3 separate regions of the Rattus norvegicus genome follow, and all the other regions are linked to region 1. A link is a contact called in public Hi-C data. All regions are on one chromosome and are shown on one strand. Each heading gives the region's core, a stretch centred on a gene start, on an enhancer-like site or on the middle of the called end of the contact. The rest is flanking DNA. Distances are from core to core; before and after follow the strand shown.

The links. Hi-C and Micro-C count contacts between places; a contact is called where the count stands out from the background.
Region 2: a Hi-C map of the A7r5 cell line shows a contact between it and region 1, with 1.9 times the contacts expected there. The contact joins the enhancer-like site here to the promoter of Cux1 in region 1. A contact is called at or near these places in 2 of 12 Hi-C or Micro-C datasets (the A7r5 cell line and hepatocytes).
Region 3: a contact with region 1 is called in a Hi-C map of Schwann cells, with 4 times the contacts expected there. The contact joins the enhancer-like site here to the promoter of Cux1 in region 1. A contact is called at or near these places in 3 of 12 Hi-C or Micro-C datasets (the A7r5 cell line, Schwann cells and liver) and 1 of 1 datasets of contacts at active chromatin or transcription factors (oligodendrocytes).

What each region holds. Positions count from the first base shown.
Region 1 is chr12:25,742,181-25,746,819 of GRCr8, reverse strand. It overlaps Cux1 (cut-like homeobox 1), which reads right to left and starts at 2,849. Exons shown (of 23, transcript NM_053860.1): 1 at 2,719-2,849. The coding sequence starts at 2,781.
Region 2 is chr12:25,885,839-25,890,240 of GRCr8, reverse strand. All of the region lies in intron 2 of Cux1 (cut-like homeobox 1), which reads right to left. Among named protein-coding and RNA genes, the nearest start is that of Cux1, 140 kb to the right of the region's middle. Within about 2 kb of position 1,405, at least 6 of the 93 cell types and tissues checked have an H3K27ac peak or open chromatin away from gene starts, as enhancers often do. A contact at or near this core is called in the A7r5 cell line, where this site is marked.
Region 3 is chr12:25,954,414-25,958,940 of GRCr8, reverse strand. The region is part of intron 8 of Cux1 (cut-like homeobox 1); the gene reads right to left. Among named protein-coding and RNA genes, the nearest start is that of Sh2b2, 110 kb to the left of the region's middle. Within about 2 kb of position 2,225, at least 29 of the 93 cell types and tissues checked have an H3K27ac peak or open chromatin away from gene starts, as enhancers often do. A contact at or near this core is called in Schwann cells, where this site is marked.

The sequences.
Region 1 (4,639 bases), core at 1,600-4,099:
TCCATTGTGGGTGAGGGGACGACACTAACAATTCATAAAATCTAATAACTCTCAAAATCATTTTTCTGGGCTTCCTTGGAAATGCTTAATAAAAGAACTTTACTGATATTAAACTAGGATGTCACATGGGGGGGGGGTGAAAATTAAGACTTGTTTCTTAAAATTCCACAACGGGTTTTACAGTAAGCACAGGAATTAAATTATGGTAAAAGGGAGCTATTTTTACTAAAATAGGGTAGACCAATTAATCAAAAAATGCCATCCGGCTGTGTTCATTACATTCAGGAATCTAATTTACACAATAGACTATGGAGTAATCCATTTTAGTCAATAAATACTCAAACTTCTTTAAGCTTTAATCTTATCAGAAATACATATTTCACATAGTCTTCCTAGTCAAGAGAGAAACGGGAGGAAATTTCATAACGAGTATGAGTCTGCCTTATCGTCCTCACGTAGGCAAGGGCAGAAAAAGCAAGCACAGTTAAAGTTGTTTCACTCCACTTATAGATGTTTTAATCCAATCGGCTTCGTTTCCTACAGGCCTACAGGTGGAGTTCGTTTGTTTCAGACTCCTAAGGGTGCTGTGGGTTAATAAGTATCACCAGTCCTCTGGGTTAGAAAAGTTCACTCAAGTTCACGTTCAAGCACACTTTAAAGTTGGGAGCAAAGGCGGTTTCCCTAGAGATGTTATGGAACATATCTCTCTCTCTCTCTCTCTCTCTCTCTCTCTCTCTCTCTCTCTCTCTCTCTCTCTCTCTCTCTCTCTCACACACACACACACACACACACACACACACACACACACACATACACACACACACTCCCCACAGTGCAAGGCTGCCTCTATGGACCACAAGACTGTCCCCTATCTCTGATGTCCCCAATGATCAAAGCTCTGAGGGCTCATTTGCCGCTCACCTTCAACTTGGCTCCGGCTACGCACAACATCCACCTGGCAGAATCCCGGGGCTGTCCAGGCGCCGTGAACGCGGGGCTAGCACTAGCAGGGAGGACCCCGAGGGCGAGCAGCTGGTTCCGATGAGGAGTGGCAGGCGGAATAGCATCCTCTGGACACGCAGGCAGCTCCGCCGCGGATTGGGAAGCCCCAATACCATCCCCTCGAGGCGATGGGGAACCACAATCAGTCTCCTTACAGTCCAGCGGGGCCCCCGGGGCTTTGCTTTCAAGAACCGGGTTGGAGAAGGCAGCTTGGAGCGGACCTGAGGCGCGCTCCATAGTTCCCGGGGCCCTTTTGCAAAGAGGACAGAACACACCCCTTCGCGAAAGAGAGTGAGGGGCTGGAGTGATGAAAGCGACCGATCCCCGAGGGGGGAGCCCTGGAAGTCCCTGAGACGCGCAGCTAAGTCTGTCTGCACCGATCGGTGACCCGGGAGGAAAAGCGCCCCGAGACCGGGTCACGCAGCGGCCTGCGCTCGGTGGAAAGTTGCAGCCTTCCTCCTGCACCTTCTCCCTTCTCCGGGGCCGATCCCACACTCTGCGCGACCCACTGGTGTCCCCCCGCAAGCCAAGTTTTCCCCTTCCAAAGCTTCCCCCACAACCCCTTCCCGGGGAAGTCCCCGGGCGCAAAAAAGGGGGACAGATCCAGCTCCGCAGTCACTTTCACGCAGCAGACACACAAAAGAGCGCGGGGCTTGCGGGTTGGCCCCGGGACGTAAACAAACGGGGTGGGGGAGGGACCCGCCACACCGGGTAGCCGTTCCCCTGGTCCGGTCGACACCGGTTGACAATCCCTCACGGGAGTAGTAGAAAAAAGATTGGTGGCCGCTGGGCCCAGAGACCGATCGAGGAGCAGTCAGGAGCTCCAACCCACCCGCCGTCTCCACGACAAGGGCCACCCGCCAGCCTGGCCGTCGCCGCCGCCGCCGCCAGCCGCCGGTGGCCGATCTGACCCTCCCCCGGAGCCGGCGGCACCACAGCGCCACCAGCTCCAGCTCCGCCGCGCCGGCGGGGCAGTGGCGGCGGCGGCGGCGGCGGTCCGCGACTCTCTCCTCCAGGAGACAGAGGAAAGAGAGAGAGCGAGAGACAGGCGCTTCACCCCCCACCAGCAACTCCCCACAAACTTTCCCCGGGAATACGCCGGGGCTGAGCTGGGGGGGAAGGAAGGACGTGACTGGCGCGAGGGCGACTAGCGTCCCGAAGCTCCCCTTCTTTGCAACCCCGCCACCCCTCCAGAGCCACCCCGTGGCTCGTCCCCCTCTTTAGCGCGCGCGAGTTCCCACTGAGCCCCCATGGGGGGGGGGGGGACCGCCGCTCCCCCTTCCTCTCCACCGGGGTCCCGCGACAACGACAGCGCGCGGGGTCGGCGACGGCGGCGGAGAGGACGATGAGGATGATGATGGCGATGATGGTGGGGAGGAAGACACCCTCCGGGGTTGAAGGGGGCAGACACCGGGGGGCAAAGATGTTGGTGGCGGCTGGCGGCTCCGGCGCCATCTTGGGCTGATCGATGAATTGAACAAAGAGGATCAATTTCTGATCAAGCCGAGTGATCAATGAGAGCCGGGGAGCCCGAGGGACTCGTCGCCGACTCGGCCCCGCTCTTCTGCCGGCACCCCCCTCCTGCTTTCCCCCGTCGCCTCAGCACCCCCGCCAGGGCCCTGGCAGCCCGGAGTGTCACCCTCCTTCCTGAGGGAGGCCGCGACCGCCCGCAGCCCTCACCCCCCGGGCGCGAGGCCGAGCGCCGAGAAGCCTGACCTGCAGCTGCTGTAAATCAAAGCGCTTCCAATATTGAAACATCGATCCCACATTGGCCGCCATCTTGAGACATATTGAGACGGAGTGAGAGGCTGATAGAGAGGGGGCTGGAGTTCAGGAGCCGCCAGGAGGCAGCAGGCGGGCGGGCGCCAAAACCCGGCCTGGAGCCGGCCGCCGCCTCAGCCACCGCGGACGCGGACTCCTTCCTCACGGCGCCGCCGCCGCCGCCACCGCCTCAGCCATGGAGTCCAGAGCCTGAGGGAAACGCAGCGGCGGCGGCGGCGGCCTTGACGCGCGCGCGCCGCGCTCTCTCTCCACAGCCCGAGCGCGGGCATCCGGGGCCCTCGCGACCCCTCACCCTTTTTCCCGCGCGCCCCGCCACAAGCCCCCTCCCAGGCCGCGCTGCGACCCTACGGCGGCCCGGCCTCGAGGGGGCGCTGCAGGGTCTCCTCAGGACCCTGCAGCTCACCTAAAGGGTGCCCTCCCAACCCCCCCCGGAAAGGTCGCGGTCGCTGTTGGTCAACGCTTTGGGAGAAAGTCCCCCTCGCTTGGCGTGGGGACGGTGGACTGCGCTGCGACAGCAGGGTGCGGGCGCTGCGCTCTTTTGCACCGTGCGCGCGGAGCGAGCAGAGCCCACCTGCAAAGCCAGCGGCCCAGACCCCAGCCGCCATCCCGTGCGCCGGGGCTGCGGATGACCTCACTCCGCTCCCCTGTGCGCTCCAGCTGGGGGACCTCCAGACCACAGCGGTCGCGACCAGTGTTTCATATTCAAGGAAGTACAATTGTGTCGTGGTGAAAGGGAGGGTGGGGGGTGACCACCAAGCCTTGGAGCCTGCGGCTGCTGCCGCCACAGCTTCCATTCACGTCCTACACACACTCGGTTGCAATCCCCTACTTGCACCGGGACACATCAGCTAGTGGCGGCGGCCTTCCCACCCTTCAGAGCCGCTCCAGCGTCTGCCAGGACTGGGGCAAGTCTTGGAACACAGCTCTGTCCCCAACCATGCTTGTGCGACACAACTCAAGAAACTTCCTCTGGGGTTCACACAGCTCCGCGCCTCAGTCTTTGCAGGCAGAAAGTTTGAGAGCGTGCAGTGCACTCGAAACCGAGCGCTCGTTCCCAAGTTTTGCAAAAACGCTCACATTTAAGCCAGGAGTGGGGAAGGAAGTTCTCTTTACATTTCCTTCTAGCCCCAAAGCACACGTTTTAGGATCTTCATCTTTAATGGATTTATTCACACCAGAGAGTTTGCGTTTACAGTAGGAACACAGTGTTTTCACTTTGCTGCACTTCGGTGAACGTGTAATTAGTTAAGACAAATCCCTAAATTCCTTAATCTTGAAAATTATATGTAAATAACGTCTGTATGGCATACCAAACATGACAGTAGAAAATAATTGCTCTCTGAGCCAAGTTTGAGGGTTTAGCGCTATTTGGTTGCGGTGAGATCGATATTTTTGGAGAATGAGGTTGGAAGGGAAAGTCCCACCGAGATTTAAAGAATACAAGTGTTCCCGGGTCTTGCAACTGCACCCAGAAGCCTCTGTGTCTATGCAGCGGTCCGGACCGAGTTGCAACCCCAAGTCGCAGCCTTTGAAGGGCAGGAGCCACCCGAAGCAGGTGCGTGGGAGCGCGCGGGCGTCAGGAGGCGCAGAGCCAGCCTGTAGTCTGGATGCTTTGACGCGGCGCCAGGCGGGACACTGCGGACCTCGGGTGGCCGCAAGCTGCCTGAGTGTCAGGCGCCGGAGCCGGAACGCGCGGACGGCCGCGCTGCAGCTCCGTTAGCACCGCCCGGTAGAGGGCAGCGGCTCCCTTACACTCAGGTCCTGAGGGTCCCCACCACCGACACCCGCCCCCAGCGCACGTGCCCACCCCAGCTCCGCGCACTTGGCCACGCCTTGACCGGGATCGAGGCGGGAA
Region 2 (4,402 bases), core at 156-2,655, 140 kb before region 1:
GCCACCTCTTCAGCCCACTAATTGTTTTAAAATAGGTAATAATCACAAATACTAAGACAGTGAAGATAAGAAATCATGCTCAACAGGCTGTGAGGGCAGTGCAGAGCCATACTTAAAACATTGGGAGTTGTTATTTCGAGTCTCACTTTCCTGGTGACCTCTGTAGATTAGTATGTCCCAATATCAGAAGGTTATACAGGCCTGAGACCACATGCTAATATTCCTTTTTAGGATATGGCTGATTTAACTCTCTCTTCTTCAGGCTGTATGTAAATTTCTACAATGAGCAACCCATCAGAGGAAAAAGTCTCAGGAGACAGTGGGAAAGAACTAGAACACCACAAACCAGTGTCTCAGGAGCGAGGGCAGCCCCAACAGTGCCGATGTGAACAGACACAGGGTATCAATACTCAGCTGACAAATCTTAAAATACGGACAGGACGTGTGTGTGTGTGTGTGTGTGTGTGTGTGTGTGTGTGTGTGTGTGTGTGTGTGTCCTAAAGGCAGACTGAGGCATAGCTCAGAATGCTTGCCTAGAATCCCCACAGTGAAGTGCTAAGGACCAGCCTCAGCCAAAGAACTGCTTTGTAGTATTGCCAGAGCTTTGGGTTCAATCCTTAACAATCACAAAACAAACAAACAAATGTTTATATAACTTAAAGTCAGAGCTTAAACATGTTCTGTCCAGATCTGGTCTCCATTTCAATTGCTTCCTCATCTGAAAGTCTGACCTCAATTTTTCCCACCGTTCACATGGGTCCTTGCTTTCTAAAAGGAAGAGGCACGGGGAAGGTGTTCCTTTGTCTCAATCACGAACACATACAGTTTATTAATATTTAGTAGCTTCACAGAGCTGCTCAGGAGTAATTAATAATAAAAGATGAGCAAGGCTACTTGCAGACACAATGCTTACTGCACACGATCAAAAGGAGGCTGGATCCTAACCAGGTGCCTAGTGGCCCATGAGCAACCAGCAAGTCCACAGAGGGGAATCTAAACGAGGTCTGTTTGCACATGGCTCTCCCCCTTCTCCTCCTAGTCTCATTTCTTATGGAAAATAAGACAGAGCGAGCTACTGGCACAGGAAACGCAGACTATAATTTCTTAATTTCTAGATGGAATTCTTTATGCCATATGGATGGCCTACAAAATGTCTGATGAAGCAGACAACGAAGGAACGGAAATCTTTGGAAGCAAAGTTTAAAATCCTTTAAAACTATGTGAAGATGTTCTCAAGTGTCTCAAAGGAGGCCTGCACGGAGCAGGGGAGGTGAAGCAAAGTCTTCAGGGCAAAATGAAGCATCCTGACCCTGATCCTCACCCTGAGTGACCAGTGTGAGTGCTGCTGACAACAAACTCAACTATGGAGCTGAGGGAGGGTGGAGAGAAAAGGCACACTCTAGGACATTCCAATGCTCAATCTCCCCAAGCTATCTGAGTCACTGGCCTCCCTATGCACTAGTCTCAAGTGCTCAGAGTAGTTGCCTCTCATTATCCATTGGGGACTGGCTTCAGCCCTTCATGCATCTGATATACCATGGACACCGAAGTTCCTTACACAAATGGGGCAGTACTTACACAGAACCGGCTTGTACACATCCACACAGTGCACACTGTGAATTTTAATCTGTTTATAGTCAGGGATCTGGGGATGAAACTCAGGGACTCACCTGTGCTAGACAAGGTCTCTACCACCATGTCCCCGGCTGGCTCTCACTGAGAGTGGAGGCCATTGTTCTATCTGTAGTGTATACCAACCTCAGCCCTGAATCATCTCTAGATGCCTTGCAATATTTGCCATAGTAACAGTGCTATGTGTACAGCTGCCATACTGCATCATTTAGGGAATAAACTAATCACAGCAGAAATCTGCACATTCAATACAGTTGAGACTTTTAGCCTCAATATTTTCAATCCATGTCCAATTATGTATGTATGGAGAATTTGAAGGCATGGGGGTGTCAACTACTTAAAGAGCCATTTTTAAAGCATTAAGAAAAAATGTAACACTTAGCAGAGAAAATGACTTTAAATACTTTTGAACTCAGGGTGTGGTGATGCATGTTATAAACCCAGAAACTTGGGAGGATCATCTACGCAAGCCTGAGCTACCTAGAGAAACTGGCTCAAAAGGGAGGGAAAAACAAACAAACAAACAAAACCAAAAAAACAATTAGGTACTTTAGGAATTCCTCTTGCTACCTTTTTCGTGCCTCTTAAGCCTGAGTAGACTTCAGCCAGCCTTGAGATTCACTCTTGAATATCAGCCTGGCGTCTGTGCAGTCACTCAGTGGAAGGCTGCTGTCCAGAGCCGCTTTACTGGCTGGATGAGTCACACGGAAGTTCACAGATGTCAAAAGCAGCTGCCCAGACTTTTCTGTTATTACCATATACGGTTAGTATAGATTCATTTATCTCCAACCATTGAATGGAGCTTCAGCAACTCCATACCTATTATTTCTCTTGAGAACTTCTCCATCTATAACTCTGCCATATGAAGACTATAGCCCCAATCAACCAAGGACCTGAAACCATCACCCTGGGCTAGAAAAATGTTTGCATGGCTAAGTGTTTGAATAGGTCAAAGTACAGGGCTAACTTTACATTCCAGCAACATCCAAAGAGAACAGCACAGGGCAATAAAGATTCCAAACCAATTTCATCTGAGTAGTGCTTCCCCCACCCTGCATTTTGTACCACACACTCGGGAATGGTCTGTAAATACCGTGGTAGGTGGGAATTGTTTCTGACATATTCCCTGTAAAGTTCCGACAAGCTGGCAGAATTATCTGGGAAAGGGCTGGAGGCGAAGCTAAGTTGGCAGAGTGTTTTCCTAGCTCGCCCTGTGTTCAGCCGTAGCAGTACATAAACCTACCACATGGCAAACACCTATAATCCCAGCACTGGGGAGGTAGAGGCAGGAGGAATTCAAGAGAATTCAAGAGTTCAAACAAAGCCAAACTTGAGACCATGTCTGAGCAACAAAACAGAAGCCCAACCAATCAATCTAAACAACAGAACATTCCCTCCCAAACTAATCAACCAACCCAGAAAAAAATTATTAGCTAAGAAAAATGTTCCATTCATGTATTCAATCAATAAACTTCTATGCAGTCAAACTTACAGACAAGCAAAGAAATACGCCTCTAGGTCTGTCTCCACTTTCCAGCGGATGGGAGAATGGACACCACCTACCCTTGGGGTGACCAGCAGCTGACTCTTCATGACCTCAGCTGTGCCTCCTGGGAGTTCAACCAGAGAAGGCTTCTCCCATATAGAAAATAGAGAATTCTTAGCTACAACCTTTAAAAGATACAAAGACCTATAAAAAAAAAGCAGCTATAGACAGTGGCTATCCAGAAGTCTGTGCCCCGGGCATCCAGACGTTTACTCTCAGGTGCAGCTATCTAAGTCCACCCAGGACTCTCTGAGACTCAAGGAAACACGAACTAAGCTTGGTTAACATGGTGGTGCACACCTGTCATCCCGGCACTCGGGAGGCCGAGGCAAGTGGATCATGAGTCTGAGGCCGTCTGTGCTACAGTGCTGGAGGACACTGTCCCTGGTTATGATGCGGGCATTTCTGTCTTGTAATCAGAGCAGCTAACATTATGCACACGTGACTCAGGGCTAGGCACACTGCAGTGTAGCTCAGTTGGTAGAGTGCTTGCCTGATATACAGGAGGCTCTAGGTTTCATCTCAGGAAATGCATAAACTGGGATGTCGGCTTACAGGACGGTAATCCCAACACTCAAGAGGTGGAAGTAGGGATACAAGAGGTCAGGGTCATCATTGGACTAATCTCTGGCCATCTTGGGCTACATCAAACAAGATCTTGTATTAAAACAAGATGAACTCGCCTCGTATATTCTCTCAAAGGGGTGGAAGGAGCATCACCAGGACCCTCACCTGAGATTCAGTCACTCTTTTGCTGTGGCCTAGCCCCAGCTCTCTGCTCCACCTTAGCTTCCAATCAAGACCCTTTTGCAGACAAAACTTTCCAGGGGATGAGGGGACATGCGAGCCTGTGGCCAGAAAGGGCATGTTCTGGCCTGGAGGAGAAGCTCAGTCAGTCGAGTGTTTGCCCACCATGCAGAAGCCCTCAGTCTCATCCCCAGCACCACACACACTGGGCAGAGTAGCATACACCTGTAACCTCAGCCAGCAGGAGGGAGAGGCAGGAAGATCAAGATTAACTTGAGTTACCCTGTCACAAAAAGAGGGGCAGAGCAGTGAGCTCAGTGGATAAAAGTGCTTGCTGCTAAGTCTGGTGCCCTGAGCTCAATCGCTGGAACACATGCATCTGAAAGAGACAGCTGACTCCTGCAAGTTGCCCTCTGACCTCCAAATGCCAGACCTCTGTACTTTTTTAAAAAGCGGGTGGTAGAAATCAAACTCAGG
Region 3 (4,527 bases), core at 976-3,475, 210 kb before region 1:
CTCCAAACCAAGGTGGATGATTTCTGAGGAACAACTGAGGTAGTCCTCTGCCTCCACAAGCATGCACGAACACACACACACATTCAACTACTATGTTTCTTACAAACTCTCTTAGAATGGAGGCCCTTCTTGTCCTTGGTGGGTATCCAACTGTCCAGTATCTCTCTTGGGTTAATGTAACCAGCCCAGAAGACCCGAATTCTCCAGGACACATGCATTTGGAGCTCCGCTGGACACTGAATACTGGGTTTTCTGCATGTTTTCCCGCCACTGCAGAATCAGTCATGGTGAACTAGCAAGGGCCCATATCCTGAACTAATGGTTCACACTTTAAAACACGCGTCTGGCACAAATATGGCATTTCTACACTAAATTATAGTTACTATGGGGTTACTAACTATACTAGTTTGCTTCTCTGTTACTGTGATCAAGAGCAACTTGGCAAGGAAAGGGTTTATTTCATCTCACAGCTTATGGTCCCTTCTGAAGGGAGGTCAGGGCAGGATCTCAAGGAAGGAGCTAAAGCAGAAACCACTGAGGATACAGATTACTGGCTTGTGAGACAGGGTCTCTCTATGTAGGCCTGGCTATCCTGGAACTCCTCACACAGACCCATTAGCTTCTGTCCCTGGAGTGCTGAGATTAAAGGCGTTCAGAGCCTGGCTTCTGCAGTAAATTTCGAGGGACACATTTATTAAGGCTTTAACAGTTCTGGAATAGTTTGAATGAGAAACTTTTGGTCCCCATAACACCAGCACCAAAATGGCAACTAATTCAAATTTCAAAATGTAGATAGAGTTCAGGGGCTGGGGAGATGGTTCAGTTGGTAAAGAGCTTGCTGTCCCACTATGAGCACCAAGTGAGATACCCAGAACCCATGATGAGAAAAGGCTGGGCATGGTGGTGAACACTGGAATTCCTAGCTCTGGGACCCTAGACAGGAGCTGACCCTGTAGTTCAGAGTCCAGTTCAGTTGGTGAGTTCCAGGATATTAAAAGGCTTTGTCTGAAATAAAAGGAGTGTGTGTGTGCGGATGGTCACCCGAGGAAAGACAGGCTGTTTTCTAACAGCTTACACATGTGCTCCTTTACACACGGCACAGGCTGGTACACACACAGACACGCACAGTAATAGTCAAATGTCTGCTGGGCCAACCTCTTCTTTAGGTCAGACCCCAGGAGACTGGGACAGGAAAGTCCTCGGAGACCAACACTGAGTTTTAGATGTGAAGCAGGACCCTTATGCAGGATGGAATCCTACCAAATGCACTAATGCCTCTGGAAATAAGGCAGGTTCCACTGAAATCCTTATTCAGGTCCAAACCCTCAAACATCAGACAGGATTGCGTCTCTGTTTTTAGGGAAATTAATCCAACCAAGATAATTACAGCAACTCACTGGAAACTGATGACTCATGAGAAAGATGGAAAACAATTACATTCTTAAAGTGACAGGGGACAGAGTGCTGCTGAGGTTTCAGGATACTTCCCTTCGGTCTTTCCAAATTTACTGAGGTGTAGTGTAAGGAGGATCACAGCCAGCCTTGGCTACATAAAGTTCAGAGCCAGCCTGGGCTACAGATTGAGATGCCTCCCCACCCCTGCAAAGGCTGGATGTGTAGTATATGTTTATGTTTTTAATCCCAGCATTCAGGAGGCAGAGGCAAAGTGCGGTGGATCTTAACAAGTTTGAGACCCGGTTCACACAGTGAGTTCCAGGCTGGCCAAGGCTACTCCCTGTCTCAAAGCACCACAGAAACAAACAAGCAAGCAAACAAAAGGGAGGTGTGACAGCTGGAGAGATGGTTCAGCAGTTAAAAGCACTGGTCGCTCTCTCAGAGGACCCAGGCTCAGTTCAGTTCCCAGGAGACACAGGGCGGCAATCAGCCTTTCATGTCTCTCATGGAGGTTTGATGCTCCTTACTGGACTCCTTGGGCACTCGGCATGCAACAGTACTTCTAGCTGAATGGAGGAGGCAGCAGCCTGCTTGGGTGCTGCCTGTCCATGCCTCATTCATGCAGTTAACGTAGTATAAGCTTTCTCAATGACTGCCATAAACAGCAAGAGTGGTGACATCTGAAAACCCACCAGGAACAGTCCAGAAACATCTGTACGCAGGCTGCTGCCACCTCTGCTCACCAGCATGCCAGTCATACTTCCCATGGGACAGTCATGCTGGGAGCCATGCCTGCAAATCAGAGTTTGGGTTCTCTGAGCAATCAGCTACTGACTAACAGGAAGTCTTGTCTTTTTCAGAGCGTGCTGCAGGGTATGAGACACACTTGTCACACACTGTACAAAGAGCAGACTTTGAAATGAACCCAAGCATTTCTTCATCAATGTTGCTTTTGTAACGTATTATGGAAGCATTTGCATATATACTATCCATTAAATACAAGCAGAGGTGAGGAATATAACATGCAGAAGTGTAAGAAATATGACATTTTCTGATAGGAAAGTTTGGGAGCAACTAAGAGTAACCTTAGATATAGAAAGATTATGTCTGCCTTAGGATTCATTCCTCTCCCTCTTCTCTCCCTGGTGGGAGAGGGACTTGAACCCAGCGCCTTGAATATATTGGGCATACACTCTAGTATGCTATACTCATCTTCTTTTAAGATTGATGTTTTTTAGTTTTCTGAGACAGAATTTTATAGTCCAGGCTAGCCTCAAGGTTGCTTGGTAGCTCTGGATGATTTTTAACTTGTGATCTCTTGGCCTTAACCTCCTGAGTGCTGGTGATTGAACCCAGGGCATCTTCTACACATGCGGCTAGGCTAGGACTGCAGCCTCGGAGCCACACCTCCAGCCTCTACCTTAGGTAGAAGGGATCTAGCTTTTCATCGCAATTTAAACTTGTCTTCACTGAACTCTGCCCTGGTGGTCTAGAAGGTGTTCCACGACCCTCCTTCTCCACCCCAGGCCCACTGCGGAGGGAAAACTGAAACAATAAAGCCTAGGGCTTGCTAGAGAGCTTGATGGATAAAAGTGCTTTTCTGCCAAGCCTGGTGACCTGAGATCCATCTCTGGGCTCCACATATTAGAAGAAGAGAAAGAAGTGGTTACTAAAAGTTATCCTCTGACTTCTCTGCATGTGAGCACCACAACACATCACACACACACACACACACACACACACACACACACACACACACACACACACTGCAGCACGGGTGGAGAGAAGTGGGTGGCGCCGTGAGCATCAGGCTCCTCTCAGGGTGATGTTGCCTGCTGAAGACAGCCCCAGGGAGAGTGGTAAAATTCATGCTCACAGACTTCCTAAGATGCTGCTTTAAGGTCCTTAAGGTGCTACATCTGCCTTTGCTATGGGACACAGAGAGAACGGGATTCCAGGGTGACCATTTGAGGAGGTACATTAAAAAAAAAAAAAAAAAAGCAGAAATAATCCATTTATTTAACCCAGCAATAGTTATAATGTAAGGGCCTGCAATCCGCTCACACAACAACTGTTTGGCAAGCCCCCCTGTGTTCCAACAAATATTAAACTGTACTTGCCATTTGTCTACGGAATCTTGCATTAATAAACATGAAGAAGAACACTTTACCTCCCACTCTCAGCGATGGGACCAAACAAAGACCAGCTGTACTCATCAATGGGGCCTTGTTCTGTGCATAAAGGCTAATTACATTTTGCTTCAAGCCTACACATGGAAAACTTTACTGCCACTGTCCCTATCACAGCCAGCCGAGCAGTCCCAGCTGACGCACAGCTGAAACGACTGCAAAAGCAGCAGTTAGGGATGGGGGTGGAGGGCTCCAAGTGGCCTTGTTGCCTTTGACCTGTATTCCCTTCCCCCGCAAGGGTCTTGGGTAGCCCAGATTGGCCTCTAACGATATAGCTGAAAATGAGCTTTAACTCCTCCCCTTCCTGGCCTCCACCTCCCAAGTGCTGGGAGTGGGTGCATGTGCCCTATACCTGCTTCTTAGTTACTGAAGGCCAAACCTAGGGAGGGCCTTGTGGATCCTGGGCAAGTGCCCTGGCCATCAGCTGAGTTATATCCCCCAGTCCCCGTGGCTTCTTTTTAAATGGGGATGGTCAATGGTCTGAATGACTGACAAGCAATGTGTATCCTATAAACTGACAGGAAATCTACATGGGGTTCTGCTGTGAGTGTTCCCAGTCCTTATAGGGCCGGTTCTCCACACTCCATCCCTCTCCACAGCCCCAGTGCTAGAGGCCCTGGAGGCCACAGTGTATATGGGGAACAGAGAACTCGCTCTCCCAGCAGCCTTTACCTCAAAGTCTCTGTTCTTCTGTCTCCCACTCCCTTCCCCGGGTCTCCGTTAGTCCTTGGCGCAACACTCTACTGAGTTTTTGGAGATGCTTAAGGCTGTCCCAGAACAGATTTCTCCCTAGCATCCATGGGAATAAAAATATGTCTGGTTCAACAAAATACAAGGAGGTTGCACCTGAAGCAGAGAATGAGGTGACAGTCCTCCTAGAACTGAGAGGAGGACAATGCAGAGGAGGTAGCTGTGCGCTGTATTTAGTTTGAGAGAGGGTCTT